2 separate regions of the Mus musculus genome follow, and region 2 is linked to region 1. The links are chromatin contacts, called in public Hi-C maps. All regions are on one chromosome and are shown on one strand. Each heading gives the region's core, a stretch centred on a gene start, on an enhancer-like site or on the middle of the called end of the contact. The rest is flanking DNA. Distances are from core to core; before and after follow the strand shown.

What was found. A called contact is a pair of places that touch in the nucleus more often than the background predicts.
Region 2: a contact with region 1 is called in a Hi-C map of Th1 cells, with 2.9 times the contacts expected there. The contact joins the enhancer-like site here to the promoter of Il2 in region 1. A contact is called at or near these places in 2 of 484 Hi-C or Micro-C datasets (Th1 cells and group 2 innate lymphoid cells), 1 of 115 datasets of contacts at active chromatin or transcription factors (CD8 T cells) and 2 of 9 other capture datasets (adipose tissue and liver).

The regions. Positions count from the first base shown.
Region 1 is chr3:37,123,309-37,129,330 of GRCm38.p6, forward strand. It overlaps Il2 (interleukin 2), which reads right to left and starts at 2,646. Exons shown (of 4, transcript NM_008366.3): 1 at 2,410-2,646; 2 at 2,251-2,310. The coding sequence starts at 2,598.
Region 2 is chr3:37,269,135-37,275,156 of GRCm38.p6, forward strand. No RefSeq gene overlaps it. Among named protein-coding and RNA genes, the nearest start is that of Il21, 40 kb to the left of the region's middle. Within about 2 kb of position 3,802, at least 16 of the 459 cell types and tissues checked have an H3K27ac peak or open chromatin away from gene starts, as enhancers often do. A contact at or near this core is called in CD8 T cells and Th1 cells, where this site is marked.

The DNA.
Region 1 (6,022 bases), core at 1,396-3,895:
CTCACAACCATAAGGGTCACCTTGACTGTTAGGCCACTCTAGTGAGCTCTTCTGGCTTCATTAGACTTTGTAAAAAGTCTGTGTTTCTCTACCAATGCATAGCACAAGTTCAGACTATTGTTCCAATCTACAAAGAAATCTGCAAGGTTCACATTCTAATATCTAATCGCAGAGTTGAGAATCACAGAAGGGTAAGGGACAGGAATCCTTGGATGCCAACTGTCATAGGCCTAAATCTTACAGATTAGGTTATCATGGCCCTGACTGAGGGGTGTCAAGATAGCCAGGAAGACACATGTAATATTTTTTAAATTTATACTTCTCTGCAATTACTAAAGATGAGTTTTTTAAAAACCCATATGTCAAGCTAGGAAGATGGCTTTTAAGGTAAAGGTACCTGCCACCAAACTTGATGATTTGAGTTCAATTGCAGTGACCCACCCACATTGTGGAAAGAATGGCCCAACTTTCATATTTCGTCTTCTGACCTCCACAGTTACACTGTGATACACATGCACCTCCACACATACATACATACATACATACATACATACATACATACATACATACATACATACATAAAATGTAAAATCTATTTGTCCCAATGAAAAAAGTCATAACATTTTGGCAGAACACTTGGGAGAATTTTTCTGATCCATGTATGAAATAATGTTTAAATACATCATGCATACTTACATACATATACAGGGAAAAAGGATATTGTCTAGCTCTATAGTACACTATGATTTCCATAAAGTCAGCTGCTTTAAGTCTACAGTGAACTGTGTTATCTCCATTTTACCAAGTCTCACAATCAGTGTCTTTCCCACAACCACATGAACGGGGAGCAAGGGTGGCCCGGTCGGTCGGTCGCTCCTTTCATTAACCACAGCCTTTGAATTACATGCTTCTATTGTTTTTAAAATCTTACATACCGAATGCAGGTTAAATGAAAACATCAGCAGAATTTACCACATTACTCTTGTTTTCAATAATTATTTTAAAACTTAGATTTCTAGGAATTTCACCACTCTCTAAATTAACATGATCTCTGTTGTTTCTCTAACAATCCTTAGAGGAAGAGGTTTGACAAGATAACACGTAGTTCCTGATTGGTCTGCTATTGACCTTCCAACTTGTTATGGTGTGTCTTGGGTATTCAGTGTGGAGCTCCTTCCCTCACAGAACTCTCCAGTTTGTTACTGTGGGAGCTGAACATTATGTGACTGTAATTAAGCTGGAAGAGCAACTGGGGCCTTTCTTTTTCATCTCCTGTAGAACAGCTAGAGGCAAAGTTCCCCTGACTCAATAGGAATGGGTCAACAGCTGCCTCTTTGTCCCCTTAGATCCCATTTTGCTCTAGGCTTGGATTTACTTGGGACAAGCTCTTTCTAGGACCAAAGTTATCCATTCTCTTTTGACTTTCGGGACTAGAGCAAATTTCTACCCTTGCTGGAGTTCTAAGAGCTTGTGTAAGCTGTTTTGTATCACACAACATTCTGCCTCCAAAGGAGACCAAAAAACCTTTCAATATTGAGAGATAGTATCATGTAGTAATATTACAGCTCTCTAGTTCCACTAGTTAAAAGAGACTGTATAAATCCAAAATTGTTTTATACATCTCGGACTTCTTCTCTAGCACTAATAGTGTGTTTATGTGCTGTTGGCCAGACACTGTTCTGAAACCTGACAAGTGATAAGCATAGCAATGATCATTTATGTAAGTGGGTGAATGAGCATAGACAACTTCCTGAGGCCATGAGAGCTAGGCCCTAGCAGGGCTGGACTCCACTGCAGATCATTGGCCCTAGAATCTTAACATTGGTTATGCTGCTCCTCAAAAATGCAGTCATAGGAATCATTCTTAAAACAGTAAAGTGTGTGTAAAATGAGACCCTCTCAAGTCAATTTTTACATTTAAGAAGCTGAAATAATGCACCTCTCTCAAATATCTGTAGGACAAGCATAAAACAGAAATCAACAGTCTTTAAATTATCCCAGCATCAAAATGCAATCATCTTGCATTTTCTTCTCATTCCCTTTCCCAACACATAAATACACAGGAAAAATGTAAAGAAAACCATTTAAAAGAAGTACCATTGTCAAGATTTTTTTACAGAGAGATATCAGAGAAACTTATTTTCTTCAGATGAGGTACTATTCATCTGGTCACATGTTATTTACACGTTATACACATGTATGTTACTTTGAATTCATTAGAGCACCAGTTAAACACAGAAACTCACTCACCTGCTTGGGCAAGTAAAATTTGAAGGTGAGCATCCTGGGGAGTTTCAGGTTCCTGTAATTCTGAGAAAGCGTAACACATTATTATTAAAGGTTATTAAACACAGCCTTTGGCAAGAAAGCTAAAGGTATTGCCTATAGATGGGATGGCTGTGCACTTACCTCCATCCTGCTCAGGAGCTCCTGTAGGTCCATCAACAGCTGCTCCAGGTGCTGCTGCTGCTGCTGCTGCTGCTGCTGCTGCTGCTGTGCTTCCGCTGTAGAGCTTGAAGTGGAGCTTGAAGTGGGTGCGCTGTTGACAAGGAGCACAAGTGTCAATGTGACACAGGATGCGAGCTGCATGCTGTACATGCCTGCAGGACTTGAGGTCACTGTGAGGAGTGATTAGCAAGGGTGATAGGCAGCTCTTCAGCATGGGAGGCAATTTATACTGTTAATGCTGGAAAAATAATATGGGGGTGTCACGATGTTTTACATATTACACATATTTTCAAAGAGTCTACCTGTGTGGCAGAAAGCATTACCTTTGTTTTTCCTCTTCTGATGACTCTCTGGAATTTCTTTAAACCCCCATACACTGACTGAATGGATTTAGGTGAAATCCCTCTTGGTCGGGTTAGCCCACACTTAGGTGGCAGTTTTAATTCATACAATGAACGCCTTCTGTATGAAACAAATTTTCCTCTTTGGGGTGGAGACACAAAAGTAACTCATGAAAATGTTCTCTTTGTCAAAACCATCCTGAACCTGTAAGCAGCCTGTTGTGGTGGACAAACGCAAGAGGAGATAGATGAAAAGAATAAATCTTTTAGATTTGTTGATTAGACAGGAAGGATATTGGTTTCCTGTTTCAAGATGGTTTTACCTTCTTATCTACACAATGAGCTAATTGCACACAGGGTGATAGATGGCTTCATACAGTTAGCCAGAGAAATAGTAAGCTAAGGACACCTAAAATGCTTGTTGAGCTTGAGGTACTATTTTGTCGTTGTTGTTTTAAATTTAATTTAACATATTTTGTGTAAGTGTCTTGATGTTTATTATGCTTTTTAAAAAGAGTATGATGTCCAACAAATTCTCAGGAAGGGTTGCATCTAAGGATGTTGGTGTTATTTTATATGTCTCTAGTTGCACTTTCATTTTTAAAAAATATTTTCACGTGTGTACACACACATGTGTTCATGTGTGTATGAGTATGTGCATGTGCGTGCACATGTATGTGTGTGTGAGCATGTTTATGTGCGTGTGTATATGAGTGTGTGTGTGTGCATGTATGCATGTGTGTATGTATGTGTACATGCATTTGTGCACATGTATTATGAGTGTGTGTGTGTGTGTGTGCCACAGTACACCTGTGGAGGTCAGAGACCAACTCTTGCTAGTAACTTCTCTCCTGTCACCTTGTGTGACTCAGAAATCTAAACACAAAAGTCATCCAGTCTGTGTGCCTACCTCTGCTACTAGCCTCTACCTAGCCTTTACCACTGAGCCATCTTGCCAACCTTCTTCCCCCTAATTCAGTAGATTTGGGTTTATCCTAAAAGTACCTGGGCACTCTGAGAGTAATAGCTAGGGACTATCCCACGTGTTCTCAGTGGGTCACCTGAATAGGATACATTGGATTCCTTATCCTCCGTGTAGTACACTGGCTGCGTGATGGAGTAGGAACATAGTTCCAAATCAACTGGTAGAGACGGGGTCTTTCTTAGGGAGCTTGCCTGTGGTGTCCCCATTTCTAATAACTTGTACTGGTCTAGTCTTTATGCAGACATTTATCTACCATCTAAAACATCCTGGGGTACATAGAAAGGGAGAAAATATGTGCAAATACACAGATTAACATAAGCCTCACCACACACCTACCCCATTTTGTAGATTTGAAAACTGAGGATGTAGGGTGATGAGATGACTAAGGGGCTTGCTATACAAACCTTGCTCTCTGATCCCTGAACTTACATAAAGGTGGAAGTCAGTTCTCACTGACTCCACAAGTTGTCTTTGACTGCTACATGCACACTGTGGGTAGATTAGATAAATCATTGAGGTTACTCAGCCTTATTGCCAGTAAAGGGTAGGGTGAAGATTCGAAACTAGAATGTTCTGACTCCAGAATCTACTCTCACACCATCTGTCTTCCTATTGACCTGATCCTTGGATGGAGACAGATAACATCCTAGAAATGTTGGATGTTGGGCAATGTAAAGAGTTTTGAGATAGTTACTTTAAGTGTAATTTTGATGCTGGGGAATAGTGAAAGCAGGAAGACTAAGCAATGTAAGGAATGTTGGCCTAAAGTCTCTCACAAAGAACAGAGAATGGTTCTGGGATAGTTCTCCAATCATTGGACAGTATTCTAGAAAACAACAAAAAACTCTGCATGTATCTTGCAGTAAGCTTGACAACTTCTGGTATCATAGTGGCCCTGTTGGCATGTCTGAAGGAAAGCAGGATGGGGACAAATCTCCTAGTCATCATCACCTTCTGTGCCTTCAGATTAAGCATGCCATCGTGAGGGGCATCTACCTAATAACTCTCAGCCTCAATGCTCTTGTCTCTCTTCTCAGATCTTCAGCATCTCATCCCAGCCCAAGCAACTCAGGCCTCCCCTTCCAGAATGGAAGGAGTCAGGCCCACACATTTTCCTGTGTGGGGGCTTTTCCACACAGTGGGGCCTTTGATGTCCTCATGGGCTCAACATCTCTATTTCTCCAGCTGTTTCCATTAGAGAAATTTACATGGCCGCGTTTCTAAAAGCCTGTAGAATGAGTTCCTGGGGCCAAGGTTCACCCCTACAGAGCATTGCATAATTGGCAGCATTACAAAGGTTGGCCTCCCAGTTTCTTAAGATGCTTGGGGAGAAAGCTACCAACAGCTGTGGTGCACTTTCCATTTTTAACATCCTTGACACAGCAGCTGGGGTTTCTGGCTGGAGAGGTGATGTAATCAGTCGCTGCCTGACTACCACATGTGTCATAAGCCACAGAGCTCTACTGCTCAGTATTAGCTGTTCCAGCTGCTCCTAGAAGTGAAGGCAGGCCCAGACCCTAGAGATGCTGCCCGGGGAACCTGTCACCTGTTGCTTACATGGTCCACTCATGCAAACTACTGAGAACTCCACCTCCCACAAGAGTTTCTTTTGCCTGATCTTTCATGGGATTAAAGCTACAGTTTAGTCTGGTGTGAGGCCAGTGTGAATTCATCTCTTGTTACTAGTTGTTTGGCTTTCAGTTCAGACCCTGTACTTGTCCTTTGAAAGTGGAGCATGTCATTTGTTCATCCATGAAATCCGAATTTCCTTGGGGTGATGCTCCAACTTCATCTTTTAAATTTTATTTATCGTATATTATTTCAGTTTCTCACAAACACTCAGAAATTTGTGACAGCTGACTCCGACTTGGTCCTCACCAGGCAAGTTTTAAAGTTTATGACCTTCAGCATGGAAACAGTTTTTATTTCTTTGGTATTTTTAATGTTTAAAAGTTTTCGAATTCATCATCTCACTGAATCACATTTAATGGATGGGAAACCTGATGTTTGGGGAGGTTGAGTGACTCTGTGATTCTGTTCTCAGTTGTGGTGGGGTTGTAGATTTCTTCCTGCTCCTCTCTCTCGTCCCATCTGTTTATCAAGTGAAGGACAGTGAAGCTGAAGTCCCTTTAAGACAGGCTGAAGTCAACTCTGCAGCTGTTCCATCTCACTCCAGCCTGCCAGCGGTGGCTAGGGAATTCAGGCAAGGCTCCCTGCATGGACAGTGCCTCATCTGAGCAGCTTTGGG
Region 2 (6,022 bases), core at 2,552-5,051, 150 kb after region 1:
TCTCAGCGCATCAGTGAACACCTCCATTTCTTGAAAAGAAAACTCAACTTTATGGCAGCCAAAAGGATTGCTCAGTTGAACTATTAATGAGCAATGGAGCTCACACTTGGACTCATGAGGATCTTCTCCCAAAGTGGATCCTTTGTAGATTGTATCAAAAAGCTCAGGGCAGCAGCACACAGTCTGGGTTACTCTTCCTTCTGGGTTCCACAGCGACCAGCTGGGCTGGTGGCACACTGTGTAGATCTAAGATGGATGGCCATGATCTGCCCAAGAAGCCTAAAAGACAAACAGACAGGGAGCTGGGGCAAAGGAGAGCAGTAGGGACTCTGGCAGACAGGGAGGCATCTCCTACCTGATGGACATCATGGCCAGTAAGCACCTGCCTGGTCTCAATGCGGAGGTTGTGATCTCTTCTGATATTAAATGTTCGGTCAATATTTTTGCTAAATATAGTGTACTCCTAACAGTACTTCTGAGATGCTATGATCCAAACAGAGCTCTGACCCTGACCCTCTGCCCCACTCCCAGCTTTAATGGCTGCTTCCAAGCCCTCTACTTGGTCCTGGCCTCTTTTTTTTTTTTTTTTCATCCCAGGCTCTTCCTGATGTCCACACAAATGTCACAGCAGGGTAGACTGATCACAAGTCAGCTAGGTATTGGAGTTGGTTTGACTGCTTTGGACTTGAAGATGCGTGCAAACCTGTAGACTATGGCCACTGAGAATGAAGAACTAGGCAAGAGTTAGCCAAGACACCTGTAGTCAGGCATGTCAGGAGTATGCAAAGGGTAACCGTGTGGGTGACCGAGTCAATGAATTAAACATGGGAGTGTGAGCCTGGGGCTCAAGTGAATTTGGCATAGAAGAATGCATGCAAGAGAGAACAGGAAGGGAAATGACCCATAAAGAGAGGAAAAACCACAGATATGTTTCCCTAGTGCCTCTAACAAGTACCGTGAGTGAACAGTGGACATTACCCACAAAGCCAGAGCTGGTGGGGGAAATGCCCGTGTGAGATTAATCCAGGATCTGCTAGTTTCTGCTTTCATGTGTGTGTGTGTGTGTGTGTGTGTGTGTGTGTGTGTGTGTGTGTGTGTGTGTTTTCCAAGTTCTAAACTGGTTGGGCAGCAAACTCCAGGCAAGGATCTACCTGCTTCCATCTTCCCAGTACTAAAATCACAAGCAAGCACCACAACACCTAGATTGTTTTGGTTTTGGTTTATTATGAGTTCAAACCTAAGTTTTTACGCTTGCAAGGCGCGTTTTTATCAGCTGCGATACAGCTCTGGCCCTCAGCAGGCTTTCTTCCATGACATGTTATTACATGCCCACCAGAAAGTAACTTACATAAACAAAGCAAGTGATAGTAAATAATTACCATAAATCTTCTATATGAGAACTGGGGAGCATTTCCATGCAATTCCATGTAAATCACCTGTCTGCTCTCCCAATATCTCATTCCCAAGCCCTCTGGCTCATACTGGGTTTTATCCTCACAAAACCCTAAGGTGTGGATGTATTAACTTCCTCTTCTTTGCAGATGGGTGGAATGGAAGATGATCTCCAAAAGCCACAGTGTGGGTGAATGACAGATCAGGGCTATTTCACCAGCCATTCTGTCCTCCAAGCCTTCTGTCCATCACCTTGGCATCAGTGGACTGTTTGTATCATTTCTATCTAGCTACCTATCTATCTGTCTGCCTGTCTGTCCATCTGTCTCTCTGTTCCTCCATCCATCTGTCTATCTATCTATCTATCTATCTATCTATCTACCATGTATCTATCTATCATCCATCTGTCTGGCATCTTTTTAAATTATATGACTACAAGTGTTTATTGGAGAAAATCTTTAAACATAGAAAATCACAACTAAAGCCACAGTTTAAACTTGGTACTTGTGTAGCATGGTACCTTTTTATTGATAATAACTTTCCCATGTTCCCCTTGGTAGAGATGGACAGAGCAGTGTGGATAATAAATGTACCATTCTTTTCAGAGGTCCATCTCTCCATATGTCTTCATATGCACACAATGTAACGTCAGAATTTAGTAGGATCAAATAGACTATTAAATGATTCTGGACTAACTTACTCATTTGAAAAGAGAGGCCTATAGATGACCCATGTGTCTGAATAACCTAAAACCTACAATTATTGAGAGGACTTCTCAGAGAATAGACAAAGCATGTCCCAGCTCTGTGCACATACAGAAGTGAAGATAACCTACCCCTTCCCTGGGTATGCTAACCTACAGGCAGCCGCTGCTGCCATCTGTTGGCAGTGTGTGGAAGTGATGCATTTCTTCCTAGGTGCATAACATGGTTCCTTTTAGGCAAATCCTTAAATATGAGAGCCCTTGAAGAAAGAAAGAAGTGGGAGGGGCACAAAAAGAAGAAAAGGAAGGGGAAAGAAAAAGGCAAGTGCATGCAGAGTCAGACATGGTTCAAATACTAGCAGTTCCAGTGTAATTAAACAGTCTTTGTTTCCCATCTTTAATGGGGATGCTGTCTAGTTCATAGAGATGTTGTAAGAATTAAATAACAATACATACTAACCTGACCAAATGCTATCCCACATCTCTGTGACTGAACACAGTGGCAGTCAGTTCCCTTCTGAGTTGTAACATAGGGCAAATATTGTTTCCTCCAGTAACGCTTCAACTTGAACTTTCCAGATTATCTAGGATGCCAGCCAGGAAAGCAGGAGGAAAGGGTGTGGTGTTTGCAAAAGTAGAATTTGTAGACCAGACATGGTCTTCTACTGCACACTGCTAACTGCATCTCAGTACCACAATGGTATCAGCTGCCTGAAAGGTTGGAGACAGCAGCTCAGCATTCCAGCTAAAGAACATGAGAAGTTCAATGATCCCATGCCTTAGTAGCTCAGATGGGGGCACTTTCTATGAGAAACATCTTTAAGCTTGTTCTTGAAGGACCTACTGGCCGTGGAGAGTGGAGATGAGATGTGGGGTGCTACACAAGAAAGCCCTGAGGAGCATCCCAAACAAGAGGCCATGATGAGGAAAGACGTCTGACTAAAGAGATGATGTGTTATGTAGGTAGAGAGTAAACTAAAAGGAAGTTTGACAGGTAGTATTAAGGAGTCAGTGAGAGGCTTCCAGGCTTGGAGAGCTGTACTAGATCCAGAGAACCCCAGGAGAAAGCCAGCAGCCCTGTGAAAAAATCAACTGGTTACTGTAAGAAAAAACCAGAGTGCAACACAACACTTGATGCCTTTTATCGAACTTCTGAACTTCAAAAATCTGAGTGCTGCATTAAACAATCCTCTGAATGTTTTCAAGATTCTACAACTGTTCCAGGGGCTGGGCGACAGCTTTATGTGGTAATGGAAAAACAATGGGGATATGGCAAGAATCAATGGGTTACACTGAGAAGAGAGTCCCCCTATGTCAGAGAACAAATAGGTAGCCAAGACGTGAGTCAGAACAAACTCAGAAAGCACCTAGAAGCCTTCCCTGTTTGAAGCACACCAGCCAGTTTCACATGGGTGAAGTTTGGTTTTAAAGAAGACAAACCGAAAACACAACTTGTTTGTTTAGATTTTGTGATCCTCCTGGAGACTTCAGGGCGGCTCTAGGCAACGTGAAGGGAGAATGATCTTCATTGTAGCACAGTGGTAGAGCACTTTCCTGGCAAGCACGGGGTCCTGGGTAATTTCTTCCTGGAAACATTGGGTTTCCTTGGAGAGAACAAGAGTGCACAGGGTCATTGTCTCCTGGCCCACATGTGATGAACTTGTTGAAGCAGGTACAGGCACAAGTCCAGTCCTGTACATACCCAGGTTTGAGAGAAGGTCTCGTGTCTCAGAACACTAGCAAAGCCCAGACAACACCCCTGACCGACTTTAGCTCTTACAGCATTCAAAAGGAACATATTTGTCTTTATTTTTAAGGAAAAGATTAGATTTTAGATGAATGGTTATTTGCTGTGTGCTACATCTTTATTTACACAAATAAAATATCCTACTGTTAAAAACAACCCACGTGACCTTGGCAAGTGCCGAGTCTGCTCTGGGCTTTGGACTTTTGTTTTCTTCTCTATACAACATAGGATTCAATTATATAATCTCTGAGGTCTCTTTCTGATCTGAAACAACAAATTCTAGAATAACTTCCTGTTTCTGGTGAAGCGACATGAATCTTGAGGTTACTTTATCGCATCACAAGAAATCTCTACCATTGTTGAAAAACCTAGCACTCCACGGAGGGAGCCCTGGGGGAAGCGTTATTTAGGGGCAGCATCACGCCTTCATGGCTGAGCCCAGAGCAGCTTACCTTATACCCCAGACAGGAAGGGACAAGAGCTTTAGTCATACCCATCTGCTTCCCAAAACCATGGCTCTGCACTGAAGTCCCTTCCTGTGTGCACTTCCCAACTGGACATGGGTTTGATTGCTAGCCTCCCCTTAGACCTTATCTGATTCAGTATTTCTACATAAGCCCATACCTCTCTGAAGGATATTTACTCTAAAAGCAGGAATATATCCTGGTGTAGCAATTTTAATAGTGTCCAGCACAGCAGGTGATGTTGTGAGTGATAACAATTGCTGGAAAACATCAGATTTCTAGATCGTGAGGAGCCATCTGCAACTAGTTAAGAGTAAATTGATTGCCATTATGTTAAATGCATAAGTCAGTCTCCCATCTGTACAATGGCTGGCTGCTGCCACATCACGCTGTAGAACAGAACTGCCCCATCACCACAGAGAGCCCACCTGACAGTCTGCCCACGTGCTGATCAGTCACATAGAAATGCCAGAGAGCTTGGGAGGCACTTAGACTTTCTTCTATGTGGGTTGGCTCAACTAGTTTCAGCATCATATAACTCGCCACCTCACAAAGTGGCCCATTCTACTCTTGGAAGACTTCGTATTAGAAAGCTGGTCCTAAGGAATCAAGAATGCTGTCCCCCCCCCACACACACACACACATACACCGTATGCACAGGGCAATTGTAATGATTCCTCTCTCTAGCGATTCAGAGTGCAACTCAGTAGTAGAGTACTTAGCCAGCATACATGAGGTCTTACGTTCAGTCCTCAGCACAGAAAGAAAACACAAATGAGTACCCGTAAGTTTTGAGAGTTGAATTCTTTAGTTCGAATCTCATCTTCCTATGTTGCTGTCCCTTGTCTTACTTTTGTCGCCCCTTTCCTCATTCTCTCTCACCCTCCCTCTCTCCCTACCTGTCTGTCTGTCTGCCTGCCTGCCTGTCTCTCTGGTCTTGATAGAGACCAACCCTACTGAGCCATAGCCCCTTGTTTTATTGGCTTTGCACTGCACACTTTCCGAGAGCATGCCTATTTCTTCTCCAGCAGAGCAACGATTATGCAGATTGTGTGTCCGTGTGTCAGAGCACAGAACAACTTCCTGCATCTCCCCCCAGGTCTAAATGTAGAAACCTCTAAGAGGCTTGCTTTAGTTTGACATTTTGCAACTGAAAGAGGACATCAGAAGCGCTGGGGATGAATGGTATACTTCAAAATGGTGTCTACAAAAGAGGTTCTAAATGTCGGGCTCCACAAGAAAAGGCATCTCTTCCTCGTGGGTGGAGACTGCAGGGGAGATACAGTGTTAAGTGCCACATACAGCTTCAGACCTGCTCAACAAATGCCAGTGGCGTCTATGCTGGGCCAGCAGATAACCAAGATGTTGCTCCTAACCTGCAGGTGCTATCAAAAAGGCCAGTTGTTCCTTTCAAAACTTAGCACCAAAACCTAAGTGATTTCAGCCAACGTTGATAGTTCTGGGTACAACTGATAAACCAGCTATCAACTTTACACACAAAAGGATTGATACCTGACTCGTTTCATCAGCTTTAACATGTGATCAAAATTAACACTATCATCTGTGTAGCGCATATATATATATATGTGTGTGTGTGTATATATATATATATATGCAAACACACATATATACCTATATCCATGGATTCTGCATCCATGAATTCAACCACTGGTCAAAAGTACTTTGAGAACATACAGAGTCTGTAGTAAAGATTTT